2 separate regions of the Gossypium raimondii genome follow, and region 1 is linked to region 2. The links are chromatin contacts, called in public Hi-C maps. All regions are on one chromosome and are shown on one strand. The core of a region is the stretch at or near the end of the contact, and the rest is flanking DNA. Distances in the headings are between cores, read along the strand shown.

The links. A called contact is a pair of places that touch in the nucleus more often than the background predicts.
Region 1: a contact with region 2 is called in a Hi-C map of leaf, with 2.3 times the contacts expected there. The contact joins the promoter of LOC105773779 here to the promoter of LOC105774217 in region 2. A contact is called at or near these places in 2 of 2 Hi-C or Micro-C datasets (both in leaf).

Annotation. Positions count from the first base shown.
Region 1 is chr6:18,066,452-18,071,249 of ASM2569854v1, reverse strand. It overlaps LOC105773779 (zinc transporter 4, chloroplastic), which reads right to left and starts at 2,956. Exons shown (of 4, transcript XM_012595893.2): 1 at 2,614-2,956; 2 at 2,454-2,511; 3 at 1,490-2,217; 4 at 1-685. The coding sequence starts at 2,628. The coding sequence ends at 230.
Region 2 is chr6:17,729,355-17,734,227 of ASM2569854v1, reverse strand. It overlaps LOC105774217, which reads left to right and starts at 3,545. Exons shown (of 7, transcript XM_012596621.2): 1 at 3,545-3,851; 2 at 4,031-4,133; 3 at 4,253-4,373; 4 at 4,743-4,864. The coding sequence starts at 3,701.

The DNA.
Region 1 (4,798 bases), core at 1,707-4,206, 340 kb before region 2:
ATATATATGTATATAGAATTGCATGTTTTACAACAGGAGAAAAAGGTGTGGAGCTTGACCAGTACTATATCATCAGGATAAGCTTACAACATATTTCTTTTTTCAGCAGCCTTCCTCCTTTCCATTGTGGAAGGAAAGAACAAAGAAAAGGGTTCTATGGTTTGTGATTGAATTCCCAAAAATAAATGCCAAAATAAAAGAACTAACAAAACCAACAGTAGTGAAGTTTTTAGGCCCAGATGGCAAGGGAAGCCATTAAACCAGCTCCTAGGAAGAGCATGAAGTAAGATACTACTTGAAGTCTAAAATTGCAGCTCATCCTCTTACTTAAAAAATCTGCAGCAATGAGATCTACTAATGCCATGTAAACTAGAATTCCAGCGGATAAAGAATCTAGGACTCCTTCAATAATCAGAGCTGCTGGGCTGTAATGATTGTAGAACGATGCGATGGCGATCCCTATGCCAATTCCAGCTGGGGTTGTTATGGCGAAAAAACAGGCCATGATTGTGGCTGATAGGGTTTTGAATTGAGCTTGGGAGATGCACCCTCCGAGTGCAAACCCTTCAAAGAATTGATGAAATGATAGTGCTGCAATTAGAGGCCTTATTGTGCATGGACTCAGGGAAACACCCAATGATAGGCCAATGATGACCGAGTGTGATACAATTCCAAGCTCCAAAATCTGCCAAAAAAAGAAAAGAAAAGAAAGGAGACGTTACAACCACGGAAAAATATGCAAATGCCAAGAGCTCAAAACCTTTTTGACCCAGATTTTTATCAGCTATTAATCAGGAGAAGATAAAAGTTTAGGAGCAATCAAAACATAGTGTCGTCTCACTAGAATTCTACCATTAGATTCGTTAGCCTAAAAGTCCACAGAAGAAGACTCCTGATTTAACATCAAACCTGTTAATAGTTGTCCATTTATTAGATTGGTAAACTATTAAAATAGTAACATTTTAATTATTGAACCATTAATTACTAACGGTGTAATAATAAGCTAATATGGCACGTTAAATTATTATTTCGAATAAAAATTTTAAGTTAAATTATACAATTGATCTCCATATTTTTTTGTTTTGAACAATTTTTTATGTTCTTTTAACACTTTTATTTATTTTTATTTTCTTCTGTTTCTTTCTATTTTCTCCATTCTCTATCTTTTAAAGGTAAAAGAAAAACAATTAAAATACTTAAAATGAATAAAATTATAAAAATTAATTGTATAATTTAATTTAAAATTTTCTTTGAAATGATGATTTAATATACCAAATTAGCTTACCGTTGCACCGTTAACGAAAATTAACGTTCAGTGATTAAAATATTATAACACGATAATAACACAATAACGTAAATAATTAAAATATAACATTTCAAATATAAGTGATTAAAATATAATAAAAAAATAATTAAATTTGTAAGCATATTTAACAAGGGCCCATGACGTAAACAATTAAATTTCAACGAAGTTCAAGAAATAATTTACCTGGGAAACAACGACATGCCTCACGTCACTATCATCATCCTCACCTCCATGCTCATGCCCATGTCCATCATCATGACCATGATCATGTGCACGACTCCTCAATAAGCCATCACAGCCATCTTGTCCATGTGGATGACTGTGCCTATGATGTGCTGCATGCGCATGCATCCCAACGATGTGCATTCCCCCACCTTCCTCTTCCCCAAAAACCTTCCCATTCCCATCCTTGGTTTCCACAACTAGTACAATCCCAGAGTCTGAATCCGGGTCTAACGAACCCACTCGAACCTGTTCTTCAGTACTTGCTTTAGCCAAACCTTGATTCCTCTCATAATACTGAGTCCCCACGAAATCAACAAGCAAAGTAACCAAAGAGGCAACCATGGCGAAGAAGCCCGGGAATGGGAATTTGGACCAAGGGTATTCCGGCAAGCAAGGATTTGTGAGAGCTTCGGTACCACCGGCGAGCATGTGGACGAAGCCCGTGGCCAGAATCACGCCGGCAGCAAAGGCCTTAGCGGCGACAAAGAGGCTCCCATCTGTACGGAGGAACTTACGGTGCTTCCCGATGAGTGGAATAGCGACCCCGGCCACACCGGCGAGGAGGATTGAGGCTATAGCTATCAGCTTTAACTTCAACGCCGCTGATTCGTCACGGCAAATCTCTAGCTCCGAGGATTGGCAGCTCGTGTTGCTCATTGAATCGGTTATTGTTTGCAAAAAGGACTCTGTTTATTCAATTGATGAAACAAATTAAAAAAAGAAGATTAAAACTGATAAAACATTAAGCACAATTGAAGAATTTTGAGAAAAGTAGACAAGTTTGCAGCTCAATTGGGTTGAATTATGAAATCCCAGAACCAAAAATAAATGTTTTTCGAAAATTTAATTCATTTCCAAAATTTTCCCACCACTCAGTAACCTCCGTAAACATAAAAACTAACAAAACGGTGTTGGAAATTACCTGGGAAAAGCCTACTCTTCGACCTCAAACGATCAAGGCGGAGCAGCGGCAATATATCCTAAAAAAGAAAAACCCAAATAAACACAATGAATTAAGAAAAAAAACAAGGAAAACCCAGAAACAATAAAGAGAAAGGGGTTTCAAATCCCGAAGAACAAACCTCAAAGATGAACATGAGAATCGAGAATCTAAAGCAAAACAAATGGTGGGTGCAATATATAGAGAGGGAGAGAGATAAAAAGAGGAAGGAAAAAAAAGGGTATCCTATACTTCTGTTGCTTTTTAGAATGACAAATCAAAGTGAAGAAGAGGATTGAAGAATCTATGAACAATACACGTACATAGGGTATAGAGATGTGTGAAAACACAGCATTTAAGATGATGGTGTTAAATGGGTAGCAGTAATATATGGGGGCAGCAAGCAGAGCATAGGAGACGATGGAAAGACATTCAGAAATGAAAGGGAATAATAAGGAGAGAGTGTCGACATTGTTTGAGGAAAAGGTAAGGCAAGAGGAAGAGGTGGCGTCCATAGTTGCGAACTTCCGTTAAAATATGAAGTTAACTATGTCGACATTGTTTCATTTTATCCATTTGTTTCCACTCACATCCATGTTACCATCAGTTCTTACATTTTCCTTTTGGCGTGTGGAGTGAAGTTAAAGGTGCATTCCATAAAATATTAAAACAATATTGACTGCAAAGAAGAATTATAAAATTAAGTTATTTTAAGAAATATAAAAATTCAAATGCAAAAGATTCCTAAATTTCCTTGAGATTAGAAAATATTCTCAGTTAACAAATCTGAATTCCGATCTCAACTTTTATGTTCTATTATGCCTTATAGAACAATATTTTCACTATAAATTCTGATTTTTGGATCATAAATACTTTTAGAGCCTTAAGTAAAAAAAAAAGCTTTTAAATTCAAATGCAAAGGTTTTCCTTTATGTAATATAAATTTAATTTAAATATATAACCTTATATATTTAATCTTTAAAATATAGTTTAAAATAATTAATATTAATTTTTAAAAATATTTAAAATGTATATTTCATATATCAAAATATTAATGATGAGTTACAATAAATTGCTTTTTATATTATTATTAAAATATTAAAATATTAATAAATTTAAAGGTTATTTAAATGTATATTTTTACTTCACAATATGTCTAAAATGAACATTTTTTTCTTATTGGTACAAAATTGACAATCTCCCATGGTATTTTAGGCATTTTTATGATCATCTTTTTTCAACCTCTTAAAAGCCTATTTTATATGGTAAACTATTAAAATAGTTATTTTATTTATCTTAAATTATATTTTAGTCACTTATGTTTGAAATGTTACGTTTTAGTCACTTACGTTATCGTGTTGTAACATTTTAGTCACTGAGCCGTTAATTTTCGTTAACGGTGTAATGGTGCTGATGTGACACGTTAAATCATTATAATAACCCAATTTGCCCGGCCCATAAAAAATAAATAAAATAATAATAATAATAAATATATAAGCCAAACAAAAATTATAACAGTCCATAACAGTCCCATTACATTAGCCCAAATTTGCAGCCCATTAAAGATTAAATTAAACCCAAATGTCCCAATCACTAAACCCGGCTACAAAAATACCCACTATCCAAACACTAGCCTAGCCCAACATCTCAATTGGCCCAGTGCACCTAGCCCAAACCCGTTTACAACAGAAACCCTAGCATCATCGCCTCCAAATTTGCAACAAAGTGACATCCCAGTAGCACTCACAGTACCGCAAAAGACGAACAAGCAATGACGGAACAACGGCGCAAAAGGGGCAGAAAAAAAGCAAAGATAACGAAAAGGGGGGATTTGTTTTGATTTTATCTTGTATTTTTCATTTTTCTGTAAGTGGATATTATAAAAAGACCAAGAATGGTTGTAAAAACACTTATGAAATCAGAATACAAAAACACCAAAAGGTGATTTCCGGATTTTTTTCTCGCAGTTTTTCTTCTGTTCCTTTTTGCTTTACATCTATCGTTTGTTTAAAAAAAAAGAAAACAGTAGAAGAGAAGGACGTACCTCGCGACTGGACCGATTGCCCTTTCTCCGTTTTCATCGGAGTTAAGGGCATGGTTCGGAGAGCCTCTAAAAGAGGCGATGAACCCTCGAGGTTGTGGCACCAAAAAGAAAGAAAATTCTTACCTTTGCAAGTGCGCCGATGAAACCCTCGTCTACTCCGCCCAAGTCGGAGTTTGGATGGGGAGGTTTCATGCTTGAAACGGCACAAATGGGGAGGCCCTTTGATTTCTGATGCGGCGCAGGAATGATGATTTAGGGTTTTCTTAGGTTTAGTTTTTTTATT
Region 2 (4,873 bases), core at 2,296-4,795:
TGGAGTTTGCCAGAAGGCTTGGCAACCTAGTATACGCCAATAGGTTTGACGAGATGGTATACACCAGTAGGTTCGAAGAGGCGATGTACACCAGCAAGTCTAGTGAGCTGGTGTTCGCCAGTGGATTTAGCAAATTATGGTCGCCAATAAGTTTGGCGAAGCAAGAATCGCCAAAGGGATTGGCGAATTAGGGTTTGCCAGTGGACTTGGCGAGTTGTTACCATTGTTTAGGGCCAAAAGTAAAAAGTAGAAGTAGTCAAAGGGTAATTATACCATAATTACGAAATCAACTTACTTTTCTCTTCACAACACCATTTATTCATGTAACTATTTCCTACTTCTACTGCAACTAGGGTATCCTAAGAACACCAAAGCACTAAGTGCCTATAAATTAAGCCCTTTCCATTAGAAATTTCGTCTTCTACTAAGCAACAATACTCTCTCAAATTCTTTTCCGATTGTTTATAAACTAAAATTAAACTATCAATTAAACTAACTACTTTAATTTTCTTCCCTATTACCTTAGACAACGTAAATGATAAAACGATGGTCAGTTGATTTGTTAATTGCTAACTATGTTAATAAACCTATACATATTATATTGATTGTCACTTTTGGCTAGGAATCTCTTCTCGGTCTCATCCTTGACTAAAAGATACCACCTAAGTTCTCCTCTCGGTCTTACCTAGGCATATAGATCTCCTCTCGGTCTCACTATTCAGTATAATCATATCGAACTATCTAAGGCTAAACTCTTTTCTCGGTCTCGTTTATTTAGATTTTTCGCTAGATGCATCAATTCTAGCGTATTAAGCATTTCGATATAATCGAACAACCAATTAATCAAGCATAAACATTAACTTAAACTAACAAATAGCCAATCAACCAATCATCAACAAATTTAGCACATGATAAAGCTTAACATCCCAATAGACATTTCATCAAATAGTTATTATGCACAATATAAAGATAAAGTAAGAAATGCTCATTTAGATGCGGAACCAATTGCACCCAAAAGCTTCATTCATCTTCATTTACAAAATATTTTACAAGAAAGAAGACAGAAAACTACAAGAGTAAACTTTACTCTAAAATGAAAAAAGAAAACCTAACCTAAAAATTAAAAGAAAAAGAAAAGAAAAAGAGAAATAAACCTAACCTAAAAGCTATAAACCCTAAAGAAACTTTTCAGCCACCAAATATCTCAAAACAAAGGTTTATAAAGTTGTATTTATACCCTACTAACATTTAACCTAACATTGACCATTATGCCCTTAAGTAAAAAACAAATATAAGCTTGTTTGGGCACAAAATTGACCCTGCAATTTTTAATGTATTCAATCTAGTCCCTAGTGTTACAAAGTTATCTAACAAGTTTAACTTAGTTTCTAATTTAGTCCTTCTCACAATTTAAGCTCATTAACTATCAATTTCTTCAAATTCAAACCTAATTCATCAATTCTTCTTTAATGACAACTTGCTAACAACTAAAAAATTGAACAATATCATACATGGGCTAGCTAATTCAAGCTCCCATGGTAAAAAATCTATAAAAATTTCAAAGATTTAGTTTGGTTACCTTGTGAATTGAATAGTCGAATGTTTCTTCAAAACCATGAAATTTTGTTTCTTTCTTTTTCTCTTTTTGTGGACGGTGGAATGTTTTTCATCTTTCTTTCCACTTAGTTAAGCATAAATAGTATAATTAGTAGTTTAATTAGTTTAACTAACTATGATTAATTAATTATTAAAGCATATATATATATTTAATTTAATTATCAATCATGCTAAGTGTAAATCATTATCATATTCCACAATTAATATGAACAACAATGGTTTAACAACCATTTTGACCGTTTAGATTATTTTTAATTAGGTAATCAATCATTTTTAAATTAAAACTCGATAGTGATTGGACTTTTATAATTCAATCATTGAGCTTTAATTAACTAATCTTCAATTTTTTGTCATAACAACTTCGTTAATCTTTATATTTCATCCTCATAGACTCGATTTATAGAAATGAAGTTCTGAAACCACATTTTCTGACACCACTTAAAATCAGGATGTTACAAACACTTCACATCCATTCATGTGAATAAGTTGTCTATTCATGGCCAAATGAGGTAGCCTTTCTGATAATATTTTGTAGAGATAAATGCATCCTTAGTAGCATAATGATCCTAAATAAATAAACTCCAAAACTTATGCCAAGATAAAGCCTGATAAAACAAGTAAAATCAACACATAAATCACCAAAGCTAAAAGATAAGATAAGCTTTATCCAATAAGGCAAGTTGATCAACTCTTCTTTAAGCCATCAATTTCGATCCACAAGGTTGAGACAAAACAAATACATCCTGGGATACATTTGCTTATGGTAAAATCTTATTAGAAGGCCTAAGTCAAAAACATCAACACCTCATATCACTTAGGATGTCCCAAAGTCTTGTCTGAATTGGTGTTTGAACAATAGTCGAAACATCAGTCTTGGACAGCCTTGGTCCTAACAATGTTTTTAAGAAAAAAAATATCAACACTAACAATTTAAGTAGAATAATTAATAACTATTTAGACTAATTAATGAAATTTATGTCAAATAAAGTATAAGGGTTAACAATAAAATTTATCATAATAGAGGAATTGAAACCATAATTATATATAGACATCTACAATTGAAAATATACAAATAATTATTTGGTATACTAACGGAGATAAAAAATTTTAACTCCACAAGTAGGGTTGAGGTATTATCATGTGTTTTAAGGTTTTTTTTTGAAAGAATGTGTCCTTAAATTGTATTTAAAAAGTAATAAATAAGTAAATATGACATGTAGCAAAATCTGCACGCTTGAGTTGAGAAGTTAAAATTTTTATTTTATCGCTTATGTAGTAAACAGTCACTCAAAATATAATATAAGAATGAAAATGAATATTGATTTAAGCCTGCAGGCTTTTAACTTGGATAATGTTTTGAATGTTAATTAGATTTATCACCAGATTGTATTGTTGATTGTTTGTATCAAGGTTATAAGTTTATGAATAATATAACAGTGTTCTGAATAAAATACTAATGCAGTGGTAAGATTTCATATGGATTTTAAGTCTGTAAACATCAAATTTAGGGTTTGAATCGCATAAAAATTTCCCCAAATTTGTAGTGCTTGTTTCCACCTGTGCTACTTGAGTTGATATAAAGGAAGTTTTCAATGAATTTCAAAAAGAAAAGGAGAATTTGTGCAAGTATTGAGTCAATGAGATATAAAAAGAAGTTATTTTTGTATAAAAGGGTAAGGAAGAGAGATTAATATGTGAATAAATGAAAGGCAAGAGGCTTAAAGCCATGCCTTCATGTGCCAACTTAGAGAAATTTACCATAATTCAAGATTGGGCCTTCACAAGAGGAAAGGAATTTTATTTTTCTCTTTTTGGATCCTATTTACAGGTCTATGTACAGCCTCTGAAAGAAAAAGGGCCTATATAGCCCATGTTGGGAGAAGATAAAGGGAGGGGACACACATATGAAACATCGTCAAATTCGAATGAAAACAAATGCAAAATCGAACATAAAGCCAAAGAAAAATATTCCCCAGAAGTATAGAGCAGATCACAAGAAATAAAAACCCAAACATACGACAGTGGAAACAGAGAAGGAAAAGTTGACAGTTTTTCTTTCAAAGAAAAAAAAAGAGAGGAAACAATGGTTTGGATGGTGAATCAACAGGTAGGAAGAGGAAGAAGTCGAATATGGGGAGTTGCATTGCTTTGTTGGCTTTTCATCATGTTGGTTACTCCAAAGATCCCACTTTCTTACAGGAACCATCTCTATGCTGACATGCGCAACTTCGTAGGTAACTCTTTCTTTTACATTGTGTTTTCTAAGAAACAAGTGAAGTGAAGTGAAGTGAAGGTATGGGATGGGATGGGATGGGATGGGATGGGATGTGGAAAAAAGAAGAAGAGAAAATTGTACATTAAAAGGGAAAATTTGCAAAATTTTATGTTTTCTCATTCTTTGTTTTGCTTTTAGGAGTTCCTAACACGTTGAATGTGATCACCAATTTCCCATTTCTGATTGTGGGTGTTCTTGGGTTTGTTCTTTGCCTTGGAGGAGGAAGCTTTTTCAATATAAGGTGTTTTTTGCCCCCTATTTTTAAAAAAACTTAGATGTCTTTAAGTTGTAATTTGTAAAGGATAAATTTGTGACCATTTGCTGATTAACTGATGTTTATGGACGGTGGATTGGTGGCAGATTGCCAGGGGAGCTGTGGGGTTGGCTGCTTTTCTATGGAGGAACTGCAAGTGTGGCTTTTGGTTCTGCTTATTATCATCTCAGGCCTGATGACAATCGAGTACTGCTGGACACCTTGCCGGTTAGCCTTGCAACTTTACTTCTTTATATTTTTTTTATTTGTTCCTCTAGCTTTCGGTTCTTGATGGTTGTTTCCATCATTCAAATGTTGTTCTTAACACAGCTATTTGCCGTGGTTGAAACCATGAACTTCAATATTTTATTTTTGTCTACCCTTCGAATTTGCGCTTCATTGCTGAATACCAAATAGTTGAAATCTCACTTGCTTTGTTTCTAATTTGGTGTTTTTATTGTGTTTTTACATAGAAAGAATCAGAAATTGCAGATGAGTTTCCATTCTATTTCATCCACAATCATAGCCCCTTTGGAATTTTACTACCTTATTTCTGTCAAATGCTCCATAACATCAAATTAATTCACATATGTGCAGATGATGATTGCTTATTCCTCACTTTTCTCTACTTTTATACTCGAGAGACTCGGAGAAAGAATTGGATTAAGTTGCCTTTTTTCACTAGTAGTTCTTGCTGTTCTAAGCACAAGTTATGCAAGGTTTGATTC